Linked DNA regions of Mus musculus: region 2 is linked to region 1. The links are chromatin contacts, called in public Hi-C maps. All regions are on one chromosome and are shown on one strand. Each heading gives the region's core, a stretch centred on a gene start, on an enhancer-like site or on the middle of the called end of the contact. The rest is flanking DNA. Distances are from core to core; before and after follow the strand shown. Region 1 has its middle 75 kb from the start of Fbxl17. Region 2 overlaps Fer (fer (fms/fps related) protein kinase).

The links. Hi-C and Micro-C count contacts between places; a contact is called where the count stands out from the background.
Region 2: a Hi-C map of embryonic fibroblasts shows a contact between it and region 1, with 2.8 times the contacts expected there. The contact joins two enhancer-like sites. A contact is called at or near these places in 1 of 15 datasets of contacts at CTCF or cohesin (the NIH/3T3 cell line), 2 of 484 Hi-C or Micro-C datasets (both in embryonic fibroblasts) and 1 of 115 datasets of contacts at active chromatin or transcription factors (the NIH/3T3 cell line).

Annotation. Positions count from the first base shown.
Region 1 is chr17:63,571,786-63,578,727 of GRCm38.p6, forward strand. No RefSeq gene overlaps it. Among named protein-coding and RNA genes, the nearest start is that of Fbxl17, 75 kb to the left of the region's middle. Within about 2 kb of position 3,981, at least 5 of the 459 cell types and tissues checked have an H3K27ac peak or open chromatin away from gene starts, as enhancers often do. A contact at or near this core is called in embryonic fibroblasts, where this site is marked.
Region 2 is chr17:64,091,322-64,098,263 of GRCm38.p6, forward strand. All of the region lies in intron 16 of Fer (fer (fms/fps related) protein kinase), which reads left to right. Among named protein-coding and RNA genes, the nearest start is that of Gm46590, 39 kb to the right of the region's middle. Within about 2 kb of position 2,595, at least 37 of the 459 cell types and tissues checked have an H3K27ac peak or open chromatin away from gene starts, as enhancers often do. A contact at or near this core is called in embryonic fibroblasts, where this site is marked.

The sequences.
Region 1 (6,942 bases), core at 2,731-5,230:
GTGGGATGTTCTGTAGAAGCTTGGTTGAGAACAGTATAGTCAATGGAGGCCTGAGACACTACAGTAAAACCTTTGCCTTTTTTGGACAATGGGTGCTGAACTGTTGGAGATGGAGATCCAGTTGTGATCATGAAGAGACCAGCATCATTGGAGTGAAGCCTTCTGGGAAGTACTTCCTCAGGCTCAGCACTAAGAAACTGTGTTCCCGAAGCAGCCATGTGCTGGCAGCCACACCAGGTGGAATTTGTTTGAAGACAGGAAGGGGTCATGGAGAGCAGTTAAGGCTTGTCACATCATCATTGACGTGAAGTCTTCTGGGAAGTGTTTCCCTTGAGCTCAGCATACAGAAGCTGTGTTCTAGAAGTGGCCTTGCACTGGCAGCCAAACTTGGTAGTATAAGAATCATCTATGTGGCACTGGTTTTGAAGGCATGAAGGGGTCATGGAGAGCAGCTGAGGGTTGGCATTGTGTGGCAGGGCTAAAGTTCCTGAAGAGAGCACAGAAGAGGCTATTGGTAAATGTGCAGCCCTGTTGCAGCAGGGACCCCAACATTTTGGAGATGTCAGTTTCATGGGATGACCAGCAAGAAGAGTAGTCATAGTAGAGTGGAGTCAGCTGGAGCCTCCTCCATGTGCATTGAGCAGCACCCCTCTACAGCCCCTGTATCAGCTCCTGCCTTCAGGTTTCTGTCCTGCTTGAGTTTCTGTCTTGACTTCATTCTGTGATGAACAGCAACTTGTTCTGCATGGTTCAGAGAGCAGAGCCAGAGAAGTGACCCAAGCCATTTGTAGAATGGTGAGTAAATCCCAGACATTAGATGTTGCGATATCCATAATGTCGGAGTAAGGTTTTTGTTTTATTTAGATTGTGACTGTGCTCTGCTTATCCCCCTTGGAAGTAAGAAAGCATTTAATTAATTTTATTTTACATGATCCCACAGTTGAGAGACTTTGAATTTTAAAAGACTTTGCCGTTTTTTAAGTATTTGTATTTTTAAGGACTGTAAGTTTTAAAATTTTTGGGATGTTTATATTAATGTGTGATCTTGAAGAAGTAAAGGAAAGAAGGGTTGTGGCTTAATGATGATGTACACGTGTGTCAAGTTGACCAAAGGGTCAATTATGCTGGATGGTTCTGTGTCAGCTTGGCACAGGCTGCAGTTATCTAAAAGGAGGGAGCCTCAGTTAAGAAAATGCCTGCATAGGATCTGGGTGTAGGGCATTTCTTAATTAGTGATTGATGGGATAGGGTTCAGCCCATGGTGGCTGGTGCCAGCCTTGGGCTAGTGGTCCTGGGTTCTATAAGAAAGCAGGCTGAATAAGCCATGAGGAGCAAGCCAGTGATCAGCACCCCTCCATGGCCCCTGTGTCAGCTCCTGCCTTCAGGTTCCTGTCCTGCTTGAGTCCCTATCCTGTCTTCCTTCTGTGATAAACAGTGGTGTGGACCTGAAAGAAGCCAAATAAACACTTTCCTTCCCAAGTTGCTTTGATTGTGGTGCCTGATCACAACAATAGTAACCCTGACTAAGACATCAAGAAGATCTAAATCTCTATTTGAAGGCCATAACGTGTTTTCTCATTAACCTAAAATGTCTAACCTGTCGACTTAAAGGAAGTTAAGGAATACTCAGGATCCAGTACACATGCGTCCACTTTCTCCAATAATAGCAAGCTGCATAGTTTGTATAATTTTCATCCACCTACATGTAAAACTCTATGTGACTTCGTCCCATGTGTGGATTTGTATAAACTACTTTATTTCTTTGGCTGAGTTTGTTTTACATCTGCCTTGTCCCTGTCACCTAGAAACATCAGTCTGCTCTACATCTCTATGACTGTGTCATTTTTAAGAACGGTATGTGAATGTGGTTGTACAGTATTTAGCCATTTGAGGCTGGCTTTCAACTAAGTGTGATTACCTTGTGATCCACCTTGGCTGAGCGTTGTAGAAGTTTATTCTTTTTTATTGCTTACTGGTAGTACATTGGTGTATGGTTCATCTGTTGAAGGACATTAGATTGCCTTTTGTGTTTGGTGATGAAAGTAAAATTGCTGTGAATATTCTATCTAGGTTTTTGTATAAGTATCTTTGGGACAAATGCCCTAAAGTGTGACAGGTGGGTTATAAGGCAGATACATGTTTGGTGTTTGAAGAAACTGCCAAGTTATTTCTTGAAGTTGTTGTATCCTTTTGCACTCTTCCCAGGAATACATGCATGGTGTGTCGTCTCCTTGTGCTGGGACCACTGAGGGCTGCCATTATTCTTTCCCACAGCTGTTCTAGCAATCTTGTGGTGAGCACACTAGGGCTTTACTTTGCGTTTCTGTAACGGCCAACAGTGCTAACAGTCTCTCACTCTGCTTGCTTGCTGGTCTTACCTCGTTCTTGGTAAGCAACTCTTCATTTCATTATACATTTTTAATTGTATATTTACTTTTTCTCCTTCCTTCTCCTTATCTCTTCCTACTCCTTAACTTTTGAGATTTGTATTCAGAATAAAAGTGCTTGTCCCCGTGTGAGGTTCATGTATTCTTCTCCGTCCTATAATCATAACACAATCTTTCACAGAGTAAATGTTTCAGGTGGGTCCTAGTTCATGTTCTTTTGCTGTGATAAAACACTGATCAAAACATCTTGGGGAGGGGAAGGGTTTATTGGGCTTATAGTTACAGTCCACCACCAAGGAACGTCAACAGGGACTCGGCAGGCACCTGGAGGCAGAGACTTACAGACGCTGTGGAGGATGGAGGACCACAGCTAACTGGCCTGTTCTCCATGGCTTGCTCATCTTATGTTCTTATTCAAGACCAGCTACTCCAGGATGGTACTGACTGTAGTCTGCTGGGCACCTCCCACACCCATCGACAACCAAGGAAGAAGTCTACAAGCCAATCTGATTCCTGGGTGGCTTTAATTTCTGTCAAGTTGAAGCAGTCTAACTAGCACATATATTAAGGGAATTAGTCTATGATTATCATATTTCTAGGAAATATCTTTCCTGGCTATGGTACCTTTGTTTCATAGTTTTTCTTTCTATTGTAGCCAATTTGATCATTATTTTAATTCGATGTCCATTTTATATTATACTTTCTCTAAACTGTACAAAATATATTTTTTTCCCAATTTGGCATCTGTAATTTGCTCTTCGATTTTGTTCAGCTGCCTCAAAAAACATAGCTCTTTACAAAAGATTTTTAATCATTGACATTTCAGCGATCCTGTCTTTATGTCACTGCTAATTTGAGATGTTAAAGTTGACCTCTAAAGAGTACACCCAAGTCTTGTGTCTGTCAATACAAAAGCTGACAATGTTGTCTCCCAGAGTAGCGTGCACTCTATATCCGTCCTTCTGCCATTCAAAACCCCATGATAGAACTGGATGTGTATCCCAGTGGTGTGAGGCACGCTGAATTCAATCCTAACTGCGCAGCATCAAACAGCAAATTCTACACAAAAGGGAAGTAAGAAGATGGCATGAAAGATTAAAAAGTATACATAGCTATAGGCAAATAAAAGAGTAAAATTTTATAGAATATTACATATAACTATGAAAATATATTTGAAATGATGAAAGAATTGATTTACTTAGAAAAATATAATTAATCAAAATTGAACAAAGAAATTGAATTGGTCAGTTTTCATGGAGGAAATGGAGATTTGCCATCGCAAAGGGGACTGAGACATGGCACAGCAGTAGTGGAAAAGTGACATCCACTTTACACTGGTAATGAATGGGCAGATCACAAAATAATAAGGTTTGTAAAACCAACTGCCCGGGGTTCCGTTTAATACAGCAGGCCTGCCAAAGCAAAAAGATGAAAGTGGTCGGATGCCTTCTCATTTCTTTTAAGTTAATGACTGTATAATTTTTCTCCAGAGAAAAGATGTTGTATATAGAAATGAACAGATGTGGGTCTGGGGCCCTGGTTCCACTTTGTTTAATTACTGAATTTTATCTGTTTATTCTAGAAGCCTCCAGATGGCAGCATTTTCCTGTGGAAGAGATGCTGGGTGCTTGTGGCTCAGCTCTGCTTTGCTTTCTAACAGCACCCAGGAGTCAGGCTGTCAACAGGAGGAGACAGGAGGAAAGGTGGGAGACATGTTCCAGAATATTCTGAGCTGTTATACTCTAATGTACCATCCACAAAGAACCTTTGTGAGTTGACAGCTTGCATAGGCAGTTCCCCAACAACCATAATAGAAAGAGGGTTTAATTATTTTATATATATAAAGCAATATATATACCCTGTTTTTATATAACAAAATTTATTGATATATGCATATATATATGTATATATCTTATTTTACTTATTCACTTTACATACTGCCCGTTGCCCTTCTTCTGGTCACCTCCTCCCACAATCTTTTACCCCACCCTCCTGAAACAGGTATTTTATTTTGAGTTAAGTTTGTAACACTCTGGTTAGAAAGCTGATTTGTGTGTGTGTGTGTGTGTGTTTTGTTCTTCACATACCACTTGCACAGAAATGATTTTTATTTTTCATATTTTAAACCTTGGGCAGTGAAGAGTCAAGATTGCAATCACGCAGACGCTAACACTCAACCCTTATTAACTGCAATCGTCATGGTGTGGCGACCCCCAACCATAACATTATTTCGTTGCTACTTCCTAACTGTGATTTTGTTGACGTGATGAATCATAATGTAAATATCCAATGTTCGACCCTTGTGAGGAGCCGGGACCCACAGGTTGAGAACCACTGCTGCGGAGCCAGTCCTCGGCGCTCTGCTTATCATGGCATTCTCTGGTCCCAACATCCCGCTTCTCCTCACACCTGGAGTAAACCAGAGGCCTTCGATGCCTCTGAACCATCTGCCCTTCCCGCCCCTCTCAGCATCTTCTGTCACTTTGTTGTAACGCTGCTCTTTCTTCCTTGAATGCAATTATGTCTTTTCTGTGTCAGGATCTTCGCTTCCCAGCACCTCTAGGGTTGTGTGGCTCGCTTACCCATTCAAGTCTTTCAGCTATCATTTTTCAGAGAGTTCTTCCCTGATCACTACCCCCTTCTCTTCATTGTGTCTTTATTCCCCCCATATTAAAATAAAGAAAATATCTGATGCGTTCTCGTGTGTCTTAACCAAACACAATATAAATTCCATGAAAAGATGGGGCTTTTTTTTTCTGTCTTCCTTAATCTATAAAAATGCCCAACATATGCCACATACTAGGTGCTCAATAATGAGTTTGTTGATTGAATGAAAGAACAGAGCAAACTTCAGTCAATTTATATGTCCATTTCATCCGTTTTGATATAGCATGTAGCAAATAGAACACAGAAGCTCAAACTCTGTTGAGAGATAGTAGTAATTGTCAGTACTGGCATCATTTTCTACGTTTTTTTTAATTTTTATTTTGTTCTTTTCATTTCTTACTTTTCTTTTTTTCTTTCCTTTTCCCTTTTTCTTTTCCTTTCTTCCTTCCTTTTTTATTTATTATTTCCTAAGCATATATTTGATTTTAAAAACCACCCCCCCAAGGGTTAAGAGCACAGTCTGCTCTTCCAGAGGTCCTGAGTTCAATTCCCAGCAACCACATGGTGGCTCACAACCATCTGTAATGGATCAGATGCCCTCTTCTGGTGTGTCTGAAGACAGCTATAGTGTACTCACATACATAAAATAAATCTTCAAAAACAAAACAAAAACACCCCCAAGAAATTCCACAAGTCCCTCCCACAGATAGAGCCATGGCAAAGGCTGCTGAGAAGAGAGGAATTGTTCTTGACTAAGAATGAGGTCCCTGATAGATTATCTAGTCCTGTTATTCCTAAACATATAAATATACACTAGACTCGGAGGTGTGTGTGTGTGTGTGTGTGTGTGATAATAATTAAAACAAGAGGCTATGAGGTGTGAGGAAAACCCCCCAACCATAAAAAAAACTTAATAAAAAGTTCTCCCTAAATTTACCAGTGATCATATAAATTATAGCAGCCTGATATCTCTAGCACTTACATAATTAAAAGTGGGATCAGCATCAAATTATCCCATAAGAGATCATTGAAATTAATTCTTAAATGAAGGTAATTTTATTGAGAACTTCTGTAAGTCACTGAAAGAGCTTGTCACGGATGTCAGAAGAGTATCTGCATTAGTAATCCCGGATGATACTTCGTCCTGCAAACAGCTCTCAGGCATAGAAGCTGCAGGCTGGAGAGTGCAAGGTGAGAGTAAATGAAGACTTGAGATCCACTCACTCAGGCTGCATCTCAGCTGCAGTTCAGTTCCTGGTACTGCTACCAGCCGGTCCTCGCCTTGTGAGTGGACTGCATCCTGCATGCACATGTGCAAAGAAAAAGTCCGAGAAATTCTACTAAGTTAAAAGAAATTCATTAAATACTCTTTCCATTTGCATGGATATAGTTATAACCACAGTGCATGAATTCACTAATTAAAGTTTTAATAAAATATTCTATTATAAAGGATATTCGAATAATTTCTTAATTTTTTTCCTTGGTACTAAGAAAAACAATTCCAAGCTGAATTATATTACATATTTTCTTGGAAGAATAATAAAGGACTTAATTTTTCATAGAATCTTACTGAGTACTCCTCTCAGTTTTCTAAATGCCCAATACCTTAACTTTTATTGAAAAAATGATTATGATTATTTTGTTCATACTTATAAAATAATAACTTTAATCTGTTATTCTATAATGTCCTAAGCACTATGCTGAGCGTATTCAAATTACTTGACAAATATTCCTGGGCTAGGCTTGGAAGCTGGATGTCTTCATCATAGGGCTTCAGTGGCTCTAACTTCTCACTTACTTGGTGAAATCTTCAGAACTGTCTGAACTTGGTGGCCTACTCCTTCCCTTTCCTTAGGCTTCAGAGGTCTTGTAGCCTAGGCTGGCCTCAAACTTGAGTGCTTGATTACAGACATACCACCTTGCCCAGTTTTATGTGGTGCTGGGAATG
Region 2 (6,942 bases), core at 1,345-3,844, 520 kb after region 1:
TTAATGAAGGTTCATATCATTTCATGGGTTTTAACCTTTTTCTTCACATACTGTGATTATTAAGATGAATGTTCACCCCTCCCGAAGGCACTTTGGTATGTGCTTGAGCTAATGCTCTAGTGCTGTGATGGGCAGCATGACCAGGGCAACTCTTGTAAAAGAAAGCATCTAATAGCAAGCTTTTGGACAGCTTCAGGCTTAGTCCATTATCACTGTGACCAGGGAACATGGTGACAGGCAGGCATGGTGCTGGAAAAGTAGCTTAGAGTTACATCGTGACCTGCCAGCACAGAGAGAAGATGTAGCCTGGCATGGGCTTTTGGAACCTCAAAGCCCACTCCTAGTGACATACTTCCTCCAACAAGGCCACATCTCCTAATCCTTCTAATCCTACAGAAGAGTTAAACATTCTTTGGTGACTAAGCATTCAAATATATGAACCTGTCGGGCCCTTATTATTCAAACCACTGCAGCATTTCTCCCTCAAAGCACTACCCTGCTGCACTGAACACACTGGCATAGTGTTCCCTCTGTTAATCCCTCAATAGCTTCCTTTAACCACATCCAAAGCTGAAACAGTATGAATCATATATATAACTTAAAAGTTTATAAATGGCCACCTTAAAATGCATAAATAAGCAGGTAAGGTTAATTTTAATAGCTCACTGTCAGTGTATGAATTTTTATCAGGAATATTTTCTCATTCTGCTTCCTGTCTCTGGTGTGACTGATAGCTAATGTCTGTTTGCTGAGAGGAGTGTAAGAAAGATGAAGATGAGTTACCAAAAAAAATTGTACTAAATTAGTCTCTTGAAATGTGATGTGTTAAATCTCACAAAGTGGGATTTGTAGTTCTATGGCCTTTAGCGGTAGAATAGGAACCCTCGGGTCTCTTTGTCTTTAGATGTAGCCATCCATCCAGAATGGCTGACTGCTGGCTTTCTTTTTAAAGATCTCTAAGGACTGTGGATTCAGAAGCCTGACTTAATATAACCTTGTTCGGTACTGAATAAATCTGATAGCTACAGATTTCTTCCCTGGCAGTGTTAATAATCCCTTGCTGTAACATAAGACTTCTCCACTGTGTCCTCCAGTGGACAGACAACAGTTGGTAAGCATTAATCAAATGGTATGCATTAGCAGTAACTTGTAATAATTCTTGTATAATTCTTTGAATTATATAATATTTAAATTTCTATATCATAACATATTTAAAGTTTCTTTATAAAAGAAAGTAGGAGGTCAGTAATGTGTTTGCTCTTCAAGCTTGTTAGATGTTCTGCCATCTATATGATGTTATAAATAACAGTAAGGGAACTTTTAGTCTGTCAGGAATCACTGAGAGGCCTTAGTTGCTAAAAGCAACTTATATGCTCTTAGTTTAGCTTTACTTTAGGCAGTACTTAAGAACTTGGTGAGCCTTCCTCCTCATGTCACTCCTGCCGCTTGCTTGAGTGCCCAGCTGTATGCACTGAGACAGCTCTGCTGCAAGAACAGCTGGAATTCAGGTTGTGTCTGTTGGGCAGCATCTTCTGTTTTCAGTGTGCTGCCAATGTCATAACATTGTTTCAAGAATTACCTGAAACAAATGTGCCTAAAGTATGTGTGGGCAGGGAGTATCTGGGATTAGTATAGCTGTTACTGTGATTGCCACTTCAAGCCTTCTCTGAACAATGAACCTAAGGTGGCACTGTCAACATCCAGAGCCAAGAGCTGGGCTCTTCAGAAACTTAAAAATTAGTGAAGACGCAGAGCTTAAAGTTATCAGCTGATACCAAGTGAAATGCTGCATTTGGTATTATGGAATGTGGCACCTCTGACCTTGCCCAGAGGAAAGATACAACCAAGCAAGGAATGTTTTGTAAAGGAGACAAAGCTACTAACTCAACAGGAAGACGTTTATTTATTGATCATTTTCTTCAGCTCTTGCATGCTTATCGCATGGCAGTTGCTCTTCCAGGAGGTGGGAGATTAGTCAGTAGCAGAAGGGAAATGCCTGCCTCACATTGTTCTTTATCCCGGTGGAGTCACGATCCTGTGGGCTGCAAGGGCAGGTTAGAAGAGTACCAGAAGCTGGTGGAGCCAGGGCAAGGAAGTCAACTTTCCTTAGGCCCCCGAGGATGCCAGACCACAAGACAAAGCCTAGCTGCCCCCTTTCTTAGACAGAAGTCCCTGGAGTCCACCCAAGGTGACGTTGTCATCCCAACAGCCTCAGTGAGTACATGGTGCAGAGGTGCATTGACTGATGACAAGGGAGAATCTGCATCCCTACTACACAACCTGCCTACCTCATGTGCAGAGGGTATGGACGTCTTTGCTGGAAAGGAAGGTTTTTTCTCTTGGAAATAGATTGTTAATTTGCAGTTGACAATACAAGAGAAGTTGGTACTCCCCTGGCCTTCTTTTCAGAGTCTTCCTCTTAAGTAGAGAAAGGTATTATTATGACGATGTATAAACAGTGCTCAGGATTTGATAGTGTGATTCACAGAACAAAAGCTACCATCTTAATTCTGACAAGTCAACATCAGCCACAGCAATGCCAAGTAACAGCATGACCCCTTTTATATTGTTTGTTGAGGTTGAGTGACTAAGTCCAAAAAGCTATGTCTCACCAATTTCAAGTGGCTCAGACTCAGAGTGAGTCAGAGACCGTGGGTGTCATTGATGGAGGTGGGATCTTGGATGGGAGCAGAGCAAGGGAAACAAAATTGACTTGGGACCATGAGCTACAGACTCTTAATAATTCATTTTACAAACTGAGAAGAGTACTGTAGAGCTATTCTTCAGAGTTACTTAGGACAGTTCTATGCCAAACCTGTCTTAGCCTTTTTTAAAAAATAAGATTCATTCATTTATGTATATAGGTGTTCTGCCTGCATGTACATTTGCACACCAGAAGAGGATGTCAGATCCCATGGTGACAGATGAGTGTGAGCCACCATACAGATGCTGGGAATCTAAAGTGCAGAAGAGTGCTCTTAGCAGTTGAGCCATCTCTCTAGCCTGATTAGCTCTTTCTATGATTCCTCACCACTGGGACTCATTCCTTCATCTATCTTCTGCATTTCAGCTTCTACTTTCCCTCTGGGAAACAATCTGCACGCAATTGTGGTTAAAGGGTGTGCAGGACTCTGGTGCTCTGCTGTGTGGCCTGGGCCATCCCCTCCTCCCACAAACCTTCCTAAGCTGAAACTAGAAAAGAACAACTTTATAAGAGAATGTTTTAAAGTGAAAGCACACACATTTTAAGAAGAATATTCTAATTCTGACTTTCCTCCTATGTTTTGGAAATTTCTTGAAAGACAACAACACATTTGTATCACATGTAAAGCAATTAGGGAATGTTTCATTATTGTCAGAGGCATTTTCTTCAGGAAAATAATCCTAAGAATAATGATAGAGTTGAATTGAGCTGGTTAGAGCTTATAGTTTATTTTCATGAACAGATTGTCATCTGATTCTGACAGTAGCCAAGGGAAGCAATTATCACCATTTCCTATGTGAAAGAATACAATTTTAGTGAGAATACATGTGTTTCTGGGCTTTGACCTAGGCTTTCTATCCTCAGGTATGATCCACCCCCCTTTTCCATTTTAATCGTGTTTATGTATTTCATATATCACAATTCTATTTTGGTAATACTGGAAACACATAGGTCTTTAGACCAAGCTTTAACTCAGTTACCACTGTGACATTTGTCTGATACATTCTCAAGAACTTATTATTGTATAATAATTTTGACATCAATATGAAAGTAAAGAAGAATCCTAATATATTTTCAGGTAGTTGGGGCCGTACAACCCAAACTTAATGTTGCAACTTAAACTACTATTTTTCAAAGTCTTCATGTCCTTGGAAACAAATTTTATGTTGTTTTGATTGTGTTTTTTATGAGCAGATCGCCTAGTCTGCTCACTAGGCTCTAGTGAGGGTTTGTAAAGGAAAGATAGAGAAGGAAACCACCAACAGAGACTATGTTTTGTAGGGATGGCTTCTACACAAAAGAATTGCCCATGCCACTTTCAAGACTTTGTGTCTGTGTGTGTCTCTGTGTGTGTGTGTCTGTGTATGTGTGTGTGTGTATATGTGTCTGCCTGTGTGGCTATCTGTGTCTATGTATGTGGGTGTCTATGTGTGTGTGTCTGTGTGTGTGTGTGTGTGTGTGTGTGTGTGTGTGTGTGTGTGTGTGTGTGTGTAGCAAAGGCTGGTCTTTCCCAGCATGGTTATCCGCCAGTGTACCCATACACCTCCCAGTGGATGCTTTCCCTGGGATGTCCTGGAGTTGTCCTGAGGAGTCTGCATGCTGGCCTCTTTCTCTGCACACATCTCTAAAGCCTCTCCTAAGTTGCCACCCTTGGCCTAGCTTTTGGGAAAGGATTAGAGTTAGGATGAGGCTGAGTTCCAACTGGAAAGAATAGAGAGCCCTGGGGGTGGGGACCACAAAATTGTCTGGGGTGAAACCTAGTTCATGAACCCCAATGATGTAATGAGCATCCCATCCACAGAAGGAAGGACTCATATCTAATAGGAAAGTGCCACAGACAAAGATAGGAAGGTGAGTGATGAAGCTCCAGGTGAGACCCATAAAAGATGGTGTCAGAGCTGCCCCTGTGGCTGGGACCTAGCAGAAGATGAGCACAGTCAAGTTTTTTTGTTTTTTATTTTTAACTTGGTTTGGTTTGGTTTGGTTTGGTTTGGTTTGGTTTGGTTTGGTTTTTCCAGACAGGGTTTCTCTGTGTATCCTTGGCTGTCCTAGAACTCACTCTGAAGACCAAGCTGCCCTCAAACTCAAAAGATCCTCCTGCCTCTCGAATGCTGAAATTAACGGCATATGCCACCACCACTGTTTAATCCCACTGCAGTATCTCCCATGTGGACTTAGCACTGCTTGGTAGCTATTGAATTGGTTCACGTTGGAAAGGATGTGACCGAGTGTCCTGAAGGTATACTGAGTACCTTTAAGCCTGGCTCTAACTGATGTGCATGCTTAGTGTTCGCTTGCATCCATACTGCTACCTGGGAACTGGGACAGCGAGTGTCCTCGTGCAGAAAGTGTAGGAAAGAATGTCAGATGAGAAACCAGCACAAAGCATGCAGGAAAAGGAGGAAGCTGAGAGGTGGGGAGTGGCTGTTCTGTTTACTGAGAATGTCTGAGTTACCATGGGTCACTTGCAGGTCTTCAAGACTTACATAGTCCATATGTTTTGTTACTAGTTTTATGTTTCTTGTTGTAAACATTACCAAAGAGAGTAAAAAGATGTTAGAGGAGAAATCTGTGGGTAGGGCAGCAGGGATGTATTCACAGGGTCCAACTTTCAATTACAAGATAGAAAATCCTACATATCTAAGGCATAGCATGGGAGAGGATGGGCATGTAATTACTTTGATTGTGATAATCCTTACACACACAATACATATTAAGTTATGTCACTACTTTCTATCTCCATTGGTTATATTTTTAAATGAAAGAAAAAGAAACAATCACTGAGACTATGGTGTCAACTATCAGCCTTAGGTTAGTTATTCTCCCCTGAATTCAATTTGAGGCAGTAATGTTGCTGCCTCTAAATTAGTCATTCCTCCAGATGCTGTTTCCTTACAGGGTCTCTGCCTGACAGTCACAGATTGGGGCCTGTGGAATCGCTTGCCTGCTCTGAGCAGTTAGTCAGCTGTTAGAGTTGTACTGGAAAGGTAGGAGTGGCCTGAACTATGACAGGTATGTTGTGAGTTCCAGGAAGGATTAAATATTTGAACTCAAGAACTTTAGAAGAAGTGAAATACAAAGCACTAGGAAATGGGGTAAAGGACAGAGATGCACTCAAACAGACACCGAGGGAAGATGGCTGGCATGGCTCAGGCCTAGGACGTCACAGGACCTCAGACCAGGTCCGTAGCAGCACCTGGAGAAAGACATGCTTGAGTATGTGTGCCTGGAAGAGGAAACTTAACGGAATCTAGCTGAAGTGTTGGGGTGAAATCTATAAAAGTGAGACTGGGCAGTGCATATGTGGTCACTAAAGCCACAGGAAAAGATAAGATCTGTAGGTGAGTGAATGTGGAAGCCAGAACAGCATTTAAGGAGGTAAAAGGTGAGCCATTGAAGGTGCCTAATGAGCCTCAGGTCTCCTCTCAGTGTGACCATGAATATCTCTTCTGCCCCTTTGATTGTTTCCTGAGTCTCTCTGACTTGCTTTTGACCCTGCAGGAGGTGCCCACCGTAGCCTGCATTGTAGCACAGAAACTGGCTTCTCATTCTTCTTGAGAGCTGGCGCAGAAAGAGAGAGAGAGAGAGAGAGAGAGAGAGAGAGAGAGAGAGAGATTGTCCTACCCGACATTGCCAAGGTAGCATTTTTAAGGAAATACGGTTTGACTATTACTTCGTTTTTAGATGTCAGACCTGATTTTTATTTCACTTTTTTCTCCTATTACAATTTAGAGGTTTTCTGGCAAGTCAGCATAAAAATCGAGGTAATGCTATGCCCTGTTATAAAAGCAAATCTCCAGTTTTCGTCTAGTATGCTGTGTTGTTATGGAAACACACATTTTGCTGACGTGTAGTATTTTGATGAATTGACCCAGGGATAAGAATCGATGGAAAACTTCTCCATTTTACAATGGTTAGAGTATCAGTGCCGTGAGCAGCCAGTTCATGGACAAGGTCTACACAGGGCTGGGCAGACTGCAGCACACAAACTGAATTAAAGCGAGACAGCAGCTGTCAGTTACAAGCTGGCTGGTGAGTGTGTAATTGGATCAGATCAGAAATAAAGGGCAAATCATTTTTTCTCTTACTTTTCCTCCCCACCCCCATAAGAGCTCAAGTTGCACATACCTGTAGTGCATAGTAAGCAAGACATTTCTACTGTGTGTAATGTAAAATGTTATGGTAGATGGTAAAAGGGCTTTGGTTTTTGTTACTAACATACTCTGTTTTCTTCTGTG